Regions from separate parts of the Gossypium hirsutum genome. Here region 2 is linked to region 1. A link is a contact called in public Hi-C data. All regions are on one chromosome and are shown on one strand. The core of a region is the stretch at or near the end of the contact, and the rest is flanking DNA. Distances in the headings are between cores, read along the strand shown.

The links. A called contact is a pair of places that touch in the nucleus more often than the background predicts.
Region 2: a Hi-C map of leaf shows a contact between it and region 1, with 2.7 times the contacts expected there. The contact joins the promoter of LOC107891577 here to the promoter of LOC107924092 in region 1. A contact is called at or near these places in 4 of 34 Hi-C or Micro-C datasets (callus and leaf).

What each region holds. Positions count from the first base shown.
Region 1 is chrA12:76,714,392-76,721,537 of Gossypium_hirsutum_v2.1, forward strand. It overlaps LOC107924092 (putative pre-16S rRNA nuclease), which reads right to left and starts at 3,213. Exons shown (of 7, transcript XM_016854390.2): 1 at 2,872-3,213; 2 at 2,736-2,795; 3 at 2,538-2,650; 4 at 2,332-2,400; 5 at 1,680-1,731; 6 at 1,331-1,477; 7 at 102-296. The coding sequence starts at 3,159. The coding sequence ends at 1,340. It also overlaps the pseudogene LOC121211401.
Region 2 is chrA12:76,985,411-76,992,556 of Gossypium_hirsutum_v2.1, forward strand. LOC107891577 (F-box protein At5g51370) reads left to right here and starts at 3,185. Exons shown (of 2, transcript XM_016816425.2): 1 at 3,185-4,446; 2 at 4,909-6,036. The coding sequence starts at 3,185. The coding sequence ends at 5,182. LOC107924016 (CCR4-NOT transcription complex subunit 1) reads right to left here. Exons shown (of 51, transcript XM_041082731.1): 50 at 6,966-7,067; 51 at 5,926-6,282. The coding sequence ends at 6,133.

The sequences.
Region 1 (7,146 bases), core at 1,963-4,462:
AGATAGCATTAAACCCAGTATCATCTTGTCCTTTACAAGAAAGTATAGGATAAAAAGTACAAAAAAAAAGGAAAAAAAGAAATAAACGCCCTATAGATTACCTTTGAAAGCATCTTAGCAAGATGCTCAGAACCCATTCTATGAGCAAGATGCCTATATTCAAGCGTAGTAGAAAAATACTCACGCTCTGTACGTCGAGCAGCAATCATATCAACATTCTTGTTAATATTTGCTTGTGAGCGATTCACGACACCAACCCAAGGGAATTTCAGCCGATAAGATTTGCCTTCCAATATCTAAGTCAAAGGAAACATGAATCAGAACATGATAACGCCTAAGATGAATTGGAACACTGGAGATTTGCTTGGTTCGGCCAGTTTCTCTATCCGTCTCATCTTGAATCTCCTTCCTGATGGCAAAGGGGAACAGAAGAGGCAAAGGGTAAAACAGGGAGGGTAAAGTGAAGCAGCACCTAAACTGAGCAAAAGGGACGGATTAGAAATCGGTGGATTTCACCGATTAGGGCAGTAATGGATTACACCCGTAATAGCATTACCATGAACCAAACAACGGAATAAAGGGCGCTTAAGTGGGGCCCACCGATTAGCCAATACACCCAACCAAACATGGTGTAAATGCTTAAATTGGGACTTAGACTTAATCTTCTAGGGATTGATCATATATAAAAGGCAAATCTTTCAAAATGATTATATAAAGGTCAATCCTTCACAATAGTGTTCAAATGAAAGCTAAATCTTTCAAAATGATCAATTAAGGACTAAAATTTTTCAAAAATGCTCAAATAGAGACTTTTCAAATGTCATATTTTGAGTTTTAAATTATATTTTTTTTTGAAATAATATTTGATTCAACTATTACATGTGCGTTCTATTCTAATCGCATCATATTCCCCTAATTTTTATTACAAATTTGACCCTTATTTGAAGCAAACCTCTAAATGGTTCAGCAAAGCACTAATTTGAGCATTTAGCATTAATAATATACCCTTTCCTCTTTATCCTATCATAAGCCTCTTAAATTTGTAGTCAACACCTACATATTCAACTCTTTGAGTTAAATGGTATTATTTTTCATAAATATAAGAGAACTAAAAGGAAATCTGGGATCCTAATTGTTCATATGTCACCCCAAGTGCAAGATTTTAACATTTTCTGTTCTTGGTTCTTTCCAGTTTGGTTTAATGGAAAATTTTGCAGCAAAATCACTTAGGTAGACTAGGAGTTGCAATTGTTAAGCACTACTTCATATGCACTCTCAAATTCATATTCCCTAAACTCTAGATAAAACACAAGGATTTGGTTATCCTTACAAGGTATTATCAATCAACAAATTCTTCAGGTGAAAAATCGATGTCCAGTGGTGTACCCTTTCTGAGTTTTTCTTGCAAATCAATCTGTTTCGGCAAAACAATCTCAATGTCCTCACCGGAAATGGCAAAGTATCTCTCTAGTAATATCTGCAGTAAGAACAAAAAAAAAAAAAAAATAAATAATAATAATAATAATAAGAGGTATAAGAAGAAAATGAACGACATCAAAATTGAAATCCATGGTCTTCTTTACAAATTAAACCAAAAGTTCACTACAACCATGAATCACCATTGAAGAAGTATACTATTATCGTTTTTCAATCATAAAAAAGAGAAAAATGCTACAGACCACAGCAGCATATGCATCGGAGGTTTTTTGGCGTGCAGACTTGTTGAGACCCCTGAAAGACAAGTGAAAGAATTATGCTCCAGTTCAGACATCAAGAAGAAAAAATTTCAAAGATACAGAAATATCATGACCCAGAACGTTATGCCTTTGCAATTGTCCTCTTTTCATAACAAGTCGTAGGCATCAACAAACCTAACATGCTAGGCCATGTTGCAAGGCACCAACAGGTGCGTCTTCACAGATTTGAACTCGCGGCCTTACACACAAATGAGCAATACAACAGTCAATCAATTAGTATAGTGCATTCTTTTGCATGCAAAGGATCTATGTATATCCAAAAAGGACAATTTCGACATGCTAGGCCGGGTCATGAGGCACAATCTGCAATTGTCCTCTTCTCATAATCACAAATCTTCAATATAAGGACCCGACCTAGCACACTAGTCCACCTTGTGAGGCACAAACAGATGCGCGTGGCCTTACACACAAATGAGTGCACTCTGCAATATGACCAACACTCAATTAGTATAGTGGAGTGCATTCTTTGGCATGCAAAGGATCTATGTGTATCCAAAAGGGACAATTTTGGAGACACAGCCGTCAGAGTCGTGACTTGGACAGGAAATATCAAATTGGGGAAACTTATTTGTACAAGTTAATCATCCTGTAAGCAGCTTCTGATGATGTCCCATGTTCATCTTGTAGATACACTCTCCAACCCCTGAGTTTGAGTAAAGCAATTGAGACACACACACAAAAAAAAAAGTGATTTTTTATGCAAATTAAGACCAACCCAAATGGTTGAAGCAAATACGCAAACAGTTTGGACTTCAAGCGAGAAACATAAAAAAACATTACCTCTCGGCAGCTCGAACCGCTAGCCGTCCGGCAATACTACGAACTTTGTTCGATTGAGGGGTCTCCTTTCCATCCCAAGATTTAGGGATTCCAATTATAAATTCATCAACCTCCTACAATATATATAACTCTACCATTACACCGAAAATTTGCATTTAAAAAGCTTCGAATTAAAAGAGAGAAAGTAAATTTTTTAACCTCTCTTTCAGCCATGTCAAGCAGTTGTAGCTCAAGTTTTTGTCCTCTCAATTTCAAAACCTATAAAGATACAGAAACAGGGAAAACATCGAACAGGTAGTAAACTGAAAACCAAATTGAATGATGTTATTAGTACCGTGAGTGGACGAACGGAGAAACCTTTGCTAAGGGCAAGACCGGTACGTGATGAACCCAAATCCACGCCTAGGCTGAACCCTACTGTACATTGTGGATTGGTTTTACGGCGAAGGGCATTTGGGGGGAATTCTTGGAGAGACGACGACAAGGCATTGGGTTTCGGATTATAATTACGGATTAGGGTTGAGAAATAAGGAAGAAAAAATGGGGATTTTGAGAAGATTAGGTTAGGGTTGGTTTTAGATGGATTGAAAAATGGATGTGATTGCAATCGCGGTGAAGACATTGGAGATTGAGTGTCATACACTAAGCCCCCTAGCTTCCCTATCCAAGCAGAAAATTGTTGGGGGATTTTAAAACATGATCCCTCTATAACGAGTAAATTTAAGATTTACTATTTATACTTTAGTTGTTGCACTAGAGTCGAATTACATTTTGTCCCTTCTGCTAAAAATTGAATAAAGTAGTCCCTCTAAGTTAGATCAAAGAGTAAATTGGTTATTCTTTTAAAAATTTCATCAATTCCGATTGTTAAAAATTTATTCATGTACATCAACATGAGGTACATGTGACACGTCACGGTGTTATTATTTTGTTATTTTTTTAATCATGCCAATTTTTACTTTTTAATAGTAGTATTGAATCAATTTTTAACTAGAAATGACCAAATTACTCTTTGATCTAATGTACAATGATTAATTTGCCCATTTTTTAGTAAAGGAGGCAAAATGCAATTTGACACACAATATAGGGGCCTCTCTAGCATTTTTACCCAATAATTTGACATAATTTGGTTCCTATACATAATATCATTAGTTAGTAGAAATGCTAACTACTTGAACTAACTAATGTTATAGTAAAATTAAAGATAAAAGTACCGGGTAGGTCTTTTATTATAAGAATAAAATCAAATTAGCTCATATATTATTAAATAGATTAATTTAGTCCATATATTATTAAAAATAATAAACCATGATCGAATTTTAACATAATTAACATTTATAATTTAAAAAAATCATTTATTGTTTAAATTTTTTAAATTTTTTTATGGTTTTAAAAATGAAACATTTTGTTTAAATTTGAAATACAAATGAAAAACTAAAAATTTTTTGTGTCATTTTTAAAATATATGACAAAATTATGAGTTAAAGGATATGAGAGGTTTTTGTATTAGGGGACTGAATCAAATTAATTCTTTTATTATTAAATGGATCAATTTAGTTTATGTACTATCAAAAAGGATTAAATAAGTCCAAATTGTAAATGAGTTTAAATTTACTACATAAAAAATACCTTGAAAATTATTTTTTTCAATTGCAGTTCAATTCCAAACACAAAATTTCATTTATAGAACCATAAAAATTTTAAAAATATTAACTTTGTGAAATATTAAATGACGTTTTTTATGCAATAAACGTTAACTATATTCCAATTTAGCCTTGTTTGATTCCTTTTAATAGTAGAGGGACTAAATTGATCCATTTAATAGCATAAGGATTAATTTGATTAGATACCTATAATATAGGGACCTCTCAGGTATGTTCACCCAAAATTATGTTAAATTCATGCAAATTCACCCAGTTAAGGTGGGCTTCCTTGCTTTCCACATTAGAACCAATGGGCTCCATTGACGTCGAGTCGGCCGTCTCTTTAACCGGGTTATTTTGAAATACCACTTGGGCTTTTGGCGTGGACGTTGCCCTCCTACTAAGCCTTGTAGAGGGAAGAATGATAAAAACACCTTTCAAGTCCCTCTCAATTTTGATATTAAGCAAGTTGATCCCTTTCAAAAAAAATTGAAGTAATTTAAACTGTGAATTTCGAAAGTAAGCAACTAAGTACTATTAATTACTAGAATTCTACTTGTAAAATTAAAAGGCTTTATATGTGTTAAAACATGATCTATTAAAATATGTTTAGATCGAAATTTTATAAATTCTCCTTTTGATTGAGATATAAGGTTAAAATATGCTATAAGTTTTTGTACTCTTCACAAATTTAGAATTTAGTCTTTGTACTTTTTTTTTAGGAATTTAGTCTATCTACTTTCTGATATTCAAATCCAACTATTAACACAATTAAAATTATTTTGCTAAATTTAGATTTTTACAACTTCATTTTTTAATCACATGACTACTAAGTGAATATTTTTGTTAGAAGTTTTGTCTTATTTTAAAGCTCTAGTTTTTGTTCATTTGTATCAAACTTAAAGTTTTCTTATGTATGAGAAATTTCAATTGACAACGCACGCACACACACAAAAAAAAATAATCTTATTTTGACAAGGCACATATGGCTTCTTCTTTATTTGAATAATATTATTACATGTTCTGATTATATCTGCTATTTTTAATATAATGCCTAGAACTACCCATAGTCCCTCCCAACCCATAAATAGGAGGATAATGCGCTTCAACACACTTGAACTCATGTCTTCCTGTATTAACAACAATATACATGTCAATCAAGCTAATATTCCATCAACCATATATGAATATCTTTAAAATCAATCATGCTTTGGAATATAATATTCATAGTATGCTCCTCAGCACTAACTTGTATGAATGAATCACATAAAATTTCATTTCACCAAAAAAACTACCTAAATGGTAGATAATAAGCAACTTATCTTAATGAAAGTTGGTCCATTATATTCTTTATCTTAATCAAGTTCTTAGCTAATTGAGAGATCCAAGAAAAAATGCACCCTAAATTAAGGCCCTTGGTTTAATTGGATCACCAAATTGGAAAGCTTAACTTGTCAAGTCCATTGCGTAATGAGTAGGCGTGATCTAGCAAATTAGCAATGCCTAAGAATATTAAGAAACAAGATTTAGTCCTAGAATTTGGTGTTTTCTTTAATTTGGTCTCCAATTCTTTTTGTTCACACTAGTCTCGAAATTTGATAAATTTTATAATTTGATACATGAACTTAGACTCCGTTAATGTGTGATGATATGATATTTTGAGATTGTGTCATATTATTACTTGAAAATTTTAAAATATATATATAATTAGAGGCAAATCTAGGGGGGCTGGCAAGTGCCCGACCCCTCTAAAATATAAAATTGCTATTTAGGCCCTTAATTTTTTAAAATTTTAAATTAATAAAAGTAAAATTACACTTTTACCCCCTTAAAATTATAAAAATTTGATTTAATTTTTTAAAAATTAAAAAGATATACCCTATAAAAAATTAAAATTTCATCTAACCCTAAAAAATTGTTCTAGCTTCACCCCTGTATATAATACAAAAAAATTATATTATATTATATTAATATTTACTTGGAGAAGTGATTAAAGTTCTTTTTGGCATCTAGATGACATGGGTTTGACAATTTGGATTTAGATTTCATTTATTACATAAATGGTAATAATGAAATGCATATATCATAGACAAATTAGATGAGATTCAATATAATATATATTAAAAAATATAAAACACAAATTTTTTAAATCCAAAAATATTTTAAGAATTTTAAATTTATTACTAAATTGGCATCTAACAAATAATGGATTTGAGAAATTATCATAAATGTTATATTTTTAAATGGTTTACTACTCAATTTATATTATTTTTAAAATCCAAATTCTAAAATCCTAGTTTTCAAGTGCTACCTTAAGAAAATCCAAATTCAAGGATCAAGTTAGAAAAAGAACTACAAAGTTTCGGGATTATTGTGGACTAAAAAAAAGTTTAGAGACTAAGATGATATAAACTATCAGGTTCAAGGACTAAATGATAGTTTATCCCTAAGAAAAAAATATGGGAACTAATTGTTGTGCCGACCTTTTCAAAGTTTCACAAAAGTCCCCCACTAGAACCCACCATTTAGACCCACTACTTAGTGCATTTCGACCCATTTTAAACCAGGAAATTTCTCATTATGAAGAAAAATACATGATTTTTGGTTTACGGCACCAAGAGTTTGAAAAAATGATTAAAAAGATTTGATCTTCTTCACCTAGAAATTACATGGGGTCTTATCAATTGACAATTTCTAAGACACTTGTTGTTAATTAGCCCCTTTGGTGAAACTCAAGCAAAGTAAGATTAATCAATTTGTAATTTTTAGAGTGCAGTGAAATCTTTTTAACTCAATGGTTGAAATAAAAAGGGAGAAAAAAGCATTAATTAACCGTTGATCATGTCACATAAAATTTATATTTAGAAATGTGAGTCTACCTTTTAGCTAATTCAATCGGTTTTCAACATTAAAGGAGAAAAATAGATTTCCAAAGAAAAGTAACGTATTCGATAACCAATTTAACA
Region 2 (7,146 bases), core at 1,935-4,434, 270 kb after region 1:
AGAAGTTCGAGTGGCGTGGGACGCGGAGGCCGTTGGAGGAGCGGCGGCTGTTGCAAGCACTAGGGGCTAGGGTTTCTTAGGTGGCAAAAAGTTTTAAGGTTTTGGGCCCTTTTGGGCTAGGTTTTATTTGGGTTATTTGGGGTTTGGGTCTAGTTATGTTTGGGCTTCCATTTTTTGTATCTTGGGCTATTGGAACTTTTATTTTTGTTTATTTGTTTATGGGTTTTGGACCTGGGCTAAAATTGGGCCTTACACATAGTATAATGGTAAAAGTGATCATCAAAATGACAAGTCTTATGGATGTGAATTAAAGAATCTAGACCTCGTATTGCATAAGTAGATGCATTGCTTGTATGAGGACATGTTAATGTTATGAATATATCTTAATAAGGAGTGTTTAATCACTAAAATGATGCCATGATTTGTGGTTTTAATATGTATAAGGTTGTAAGGGTTTATGGGTAACATGAAGGCTTGAAAAATAGCCCAAGTGTTGACTACACGGGCTGAGACATGGTCGTGTGTCTCAACCGTGTGAGGGACACGGTCTGGAGACACAGGCATGTGGTTTGACCCCGTGTGATTCAATTTGCATGCTGACGTCAAAAACAGAGAGTTACATGGCTTGAAGACACAAGCGTGTCAAAGGCACACGGACGTGTCCCTATGTCCACACGGGCGTGTGACCCTGTTTCATGGGGAAATTTTCTAAGTTTTCTTGAAACTTCTCAAGTTCTCGATTTAGTCCTGAATCAATCCCGATGTATATTTTGGGCTTCGTAGACCCAAATAAGGGATGACATGCATGTGTTTGAAAAGTTTTGAATTAAAAGAAATTTTATGGCCTGGTTTTTTCATGTACGTGTACGTTTAAGTCCGGTAATGCCTAGTACCTTGTCTCGGCATTGGACATGGGTAAAGGGTGTTACAAAATTCATAGGTCAAATAATAATAAAATAATCTAGACTAATCAGAGTTTGATTGAAACAAATAAATAGAGTTTAATTGAAAAATTATTTCTCAAATTTGACTAAAATAGGAGTCATACTCAACAGGTGTGAATCTACTTGTTAATGAAAAATTTTTTGAGAGTCATTTTTTTATTACCTACAAATGCAATGGAAAGTGTTTCGGATGAAAAAAAAATTAAAGTGTAAAATTGAATTATAAATTTAAGGTCAAAATATAATTTTATCATTTATTAATATTTTTTTTTAAAATCTAGATATAATTTTATCATTTTCGAAAGAAGGTTCTTACTTGCTACCCTTAGTATAGCCCCTTATATGAAATTGTTAGGCAACCAATAGGTAACTTAATCATCTAGATGGAGATCTCTGCCCAATAATTTCCTCAAAGTAGGATAAAAGTTCATCAACCTTGTAAATGAAAGATCTAATCATAAGACAACACATAAATAAAAGATCTAATCATAATATTACGTTTTATACACAACACGTAAATTCATCAACAACACTTACATAGACAATACATTCTCCAATCGCATTCAACACCTTTCATGATTGTACAAACATCTCTGAGGATAAAAAGAAAAAGAAAAGAGAAAGGAATATTGAATGGAAGTTGTATGGGCTGGTAAAGTTGAAAAAAGGTCCACAATGGGCTTTGTCTTAGGCCCATAAACTTCATTAATAATCAATATAGTTGCCCACATTCGATTAAGTTAAATTGCTTTTAGTTGTCTTGCACTATTGGACCTACAAAACCATATATTATATCTTTACAAAATCCATATAATTTCTCAATTTATTTTATTTTATTATTATTAAAAAGTAAATAAATAAATATTGTATATTATTATCAATGCAAAAAGACATGAACGTATTATCTACTTATTTATAGGTTAAGAATGAGTTATTGATAGTTTTAAACATTATATAAAAAAATTATTAAAATAATAAATAAATACACAAGTTTTTTTTTTAATTTAAGAAACAAAGATGACATGTTACACATAAAGGCATAGCAATGATTACTAAATTTTGATTTAACACAAAAACAAAGAAACCAATGATTCGATGCTTCTTTTTCCAAAAATAAAATAACATTAAAGTTATTTTAAGGTTAATATATTATTTAATATTTAAATTTAATATTTTTATTTAAATTTAGTTTTAATATTTAAAATAAGAATATTTGAGGTTTTTCAATTTGATACATGAACTTTTTATCCTGATTAACTACTTGTATTTTTTTATTTACTAAATATTCAGTTATCTACAATTTAGGGTACTAAATTAAACATTAAAGTCAATATCAAATACAAAATTGAGATAATAAAAAAATTTTAAATATTAAATTAAATAATATTTAATTCATGTACTAAATGATATATGCTTAGGTTAGGTTGAATATTTTCTTTTTTGCCATTAATGACTATTTTTTGTATTTTTTAAATTCAATCTTTTCTTTCCTTGAAAAAAAGCTCATAGACTTTCTTCTTCTTCTTTTTTAAATGATTGCTTATTTTAAAACTCAAACAATAATTAATCTCTAATAAATTGATAAAATAATATTTTAAAATAATAAATTGAGAAAAAAAAAAGACTGTCAAAAAGAAAAAAAAAGTTGAAACAAAATCTTATCCAACAATATAAAGTGAAAGCTGCTAATTGTAAGAAACATATGTCAAAGAGACGATCTTTGAAGCTTCTATAAATCACACCGACAATAATATTACCATTAAAGAAACATAATTTATTTTTAAATTTAGATTATCAAAATTTTAATTAATTTAATTTTTTTTTAAAAATTTAACTCTCAATCTCCATATTTTTTTATCAATTTGACAGTTGTTATTTTATAGATTAATTTGAAAATATTGACGAAAATATTAATAATGTTGTTATGTATGATATAGTATTATTTGTCTCATATATGTACTAAAAAAATTAAAAAATTATAAAAATACTTAAAAAAATATAAAATATACATAAATTATCATATTTAAAATTTTAATGTTTTAATTAATATTTCTATTAAAAAGAGATTTGTGTGGAGTTTTTTGAAAATTATGAGAAAGGAGTAAAAAATTAAAAATTACTTCACAATAAGACAATGTTAAGACAAAGGAGATTAAACTAATTAACTGCTAATAAGACAAATTACTTGTTTTATACTTTTTGGGTTTTATAAAGACAACAAAAATCAGAACTTTACGAAAATGTCACAATCACCGGAATCACCAAAATCCCCAAATACAAACCCTAACCCTAATTCAGACCAGGATTATTTAAACTTGGAACCACCCCCATCGCTAAAATCCAAGTGGAAGCCTAAAGCTTTAAGCTTACCAGACATTTGGGTCAAAGAACAAGCTTTAAAGCATGTTATTTACAATATGCAGCAACAGTTCAGCCGAACGCCGTCAAGTTCGCCGCCGTCGGAGCCTGATGTAACGTCGTTTCAGTCATTTCCTTTAGACCCAATTGAACCGGACTACAGTTCTCTCCTCTCCGACGTCGTACTACTCGGAATATTCTCGAAGCTTCCTGTTTCACAGCATGTTTCAAATTCCTTGGTCTGCAAGCGTTGGTTGTACCTTACCGGCCGGTTAGTTCAATCCCTTAAGGTTAAAGATTGGTCCTTTATTTCATCGGGTCGGGTTTTTAATCGGTTCCCTAATTTGACCGATTTAGACCTCGTTGGTTCTTGTATTCAGATGCCAAAAGATTCCGGCGTGTTAGTGACCCATAAAACGGTGTCGGTTTATGTGGATACTAGTTCTACCTTTGCCGGATTTCTCGGAAAAACGGCACTTCTGCCGTTGAATGTGATTGATACAGGGCTTGCAATGGTAGCCGAAAAGTACCCGAATTTACGCCGATTAGTAGTGATTGGAGCAAGTGAAGAGGGGTTAAGGCAAATTGCGGTACGGTGTTATACTTTGCAAGAACTTGAGCTACATTGTTGTGGTGATTTAGCTTTGAAAGGTATTTCCGGGATTAAAAACTTACAAGTGATGAAATTGATTGGTTCAGTTAATGGGTTTTACTATTCGACCGTATCGGATATCGGGTTAACGTTATTAGCTCAAGGCTGTAAAAGGCTAGTAAAGCTTGAACTTTGTGGATGTGAAGGGAGCTATGATGGGGTTAAAGCAATTGGACAATGCTGTCAAATGCTTGAAGAATTAAGCTTTTATGATCATAGGATGGATGGTGGATGGTTAGCCGGGCTTTCATACTGCTCGAATTTGAAGACTTTGAAGCTCAAGTCTTGTAAAAGTACCGATACGAGTCCGGGAGCAGACGAGCATTTGGGGACTTGTTTGACACTCGAAGAGTTGCATTTGCAACAGTGTCACATCCGGGATAAGCAAAGTGTTAAAGCTTTGTTTTTGGTTTGCGAGAATGTTCGAGCTATTGATTTTCGGAATTGTTGGGGTTTGGATGATGATGTGTTTAGTCTTGCAAGTATTTGTAGGTATGAAGCTCTTAGTTTTTTCCATAAGCATTATATATATACTCGAAATCGCATATATATTCTACTAGGTGCCAAAGTCCTAATACTGCATTTATGTAGCGTTAATTCAGCATGTATGTTGTTAAGAAATTGGTGATCTTATTCGAGAATGGCGTAAGTGTTAACCGAGTTATGAGGTATCGAATTGTTTAACGACCAGTCTTATTATTGCAATTACATGGTAGAAAACTTAGGCAGTGACGGTTGATTTGATCTTAAATTTTCTGGCAAGTTGAGTAGTTGAAGAAGGGGATATATGTTCATGGTGTGCCTTTAAAACATATGTTCCGACACAAGTACGTGTCAAACAAAGAATGTCATTGGCCTTACAGAGTCTATTATTATACCTATGTCTGATTATGCGTTGAACACAAGTAGCTTTGCTTCGATTTCTAACTTGCGATTTTCAGCGTCTTTTGATAGGAGAGTGAAGGTTCTTTCTGTGGAAGGATGCTCGTTGTTGACGATAAAAGGTCTAGAATCCGTACTACTTTCTTGGAAAGAGCTTCAACAATTAAGAGTAATGTCATGTAATAACATTAAGGATACGGAAGTGACACCGGAACTTGCAACCTTGTTTTCAATGCTTAAAGAGTTGAAATGGAGACCGGATTCCCAATCTCTGCTATTGTCAAATCTGGTAGGGACCGGAATGGGAAAGAAAGGTGGTAGATTCTTCCAGAGGTCTAAGGATTGATGTTTCATCTTTACTTCATTATTTTAATTTGTATTAACTTTGTCTGACTCCAAACGTCAAGTAACGGAGAAAACATTTGACTTTGTTGTTATTGTATTTTAGTGGAGTTGTACCATTACATTATTGTAGATTCATTGACAATTAGTGATCCAACTTTTTAGCTGATGTAGACATAAAAGGGAAATCATTATATACACTTTTTACAGTTTTTTTTTTTTTTTGTAATTGGGATTTGGGACCTCTCTTCTTTTCCATTTCATTTCCTCATTTATTTAGGTTGAATTTTATAAATGATTATCGTATTAGACTTCAGATTTTTATTTTTATTTTTACTTTTTGAGTTAAATAAAACTATTTAACGAATTGAGACTGTGTACTTACCTCCCATCTAACTAACCATCAATTGACGAGATATTTGAATGTCAAATAAACACCTAATATTGTGATGCCAAGAACGGAGATGACTTGTGAAATCTGATTTCTTCTTGTTTCTTAATATCCGATCATGGCCTTAGGGACAAAAAATTAAACAACCAAATAACAGTTGTAAGTAGAGAATTAACGGTTTCAAATAAATAATTATAACTGTAACTTTTATTTAACATACATTCAATAAATATTTTAAAAACCTTTTTTTATTATTGGACTTATCATTGTTTGTACACTTTTATATCTGTTCGTCTATTATTTATGAACAATTATATGATGAAAAATCATCAAACACGAAATGAACCCAAACAAACTTAAAAATAAATGAACAAAATCTATTCATTCAAACTAGGTTCATTTACAACCCTCTAATAAACTTCAGAAAGTTTTTTTTTTTTTTTTGTTTACAGGATACTAAGTTCAAACAACAATAAGACATGATATACAGATGTAATAACAATGGAGAATTTTTCTTCCCTATTACATGACATGACATGACATAAACAATAAAAATAGAACCTTTAATGTGCAGTTTCAGATACCCAACCAGAAACCATACCCTCATCCACAGGTTTGAGACCTCCACATGATCTTGCAACCGATTCAAACAGTTTCTCAATCTCAGGTGCACACCTTATGAATGAACGATTCCAAAAATTGTATCTTGGATTCTGAATTACAATAAATATAAGCATTAGCAAAATTTTGAAATTGAGTTTTTTAGCTTTCCTTCAGCCCTAATGTTTATACAAAATATTAAAGTCGTAATATTTTGTTTGATTCGTGTTTACACAAAACATTATGAGATTTGTAATAATTTATGTAATTAGATCATTATAATAAATTGTATAACTGAGTTCACGTTTTACGTAATTGTGCAATAACACAACATTACAAAAGTTGTAATAATTTATGTAATTAGATAAAGTTTTATATAGTTGGAACTAATGGAAAACTTATATTAGAAAGCTCACGGTAGATCTTCATACTAGGAGTCGGATTTCATTTTTACCCTTCTACTCAAAAAATGGGAAAAATAGTTCAAGCATGTTTAGATCAAAGAGCAAATTGATCTTTTGTTAAAAATTCCATCCATCTCTACTGAAAACTGGTCGTTGTATGACAACATAAGGTACATGTGATGTGTAACTGTCTGGTTCATGTCAACTTTTAATAGTAGAAATATATTTTTAACAAAAAAAGACCATTTTACTCTTTGATCTAACTTACAATGACTAAATTACTCATTTTTTGAGTAAGAAGGGCAAAATACAATCTGACTCCTAGCACAAGGGCATCCATGGTATTTATACCGAAAGATGATTCATACAAGAAAAGGTCCAAATAATTTTACCTTTATGAGCTCAATGAAGGTAATGAGGAGACCCCATGGATGTGGTTTATTAACAATTAGCCGTTCCAACAGAACTCTTGTAATTTGCTCTTGGATAATTTCCTGTACAAAACAGATGTTTATTCACAACAAATTTCAAAATGAGAAGTGGGGGAGATACATCATAATGTAATACAACCAA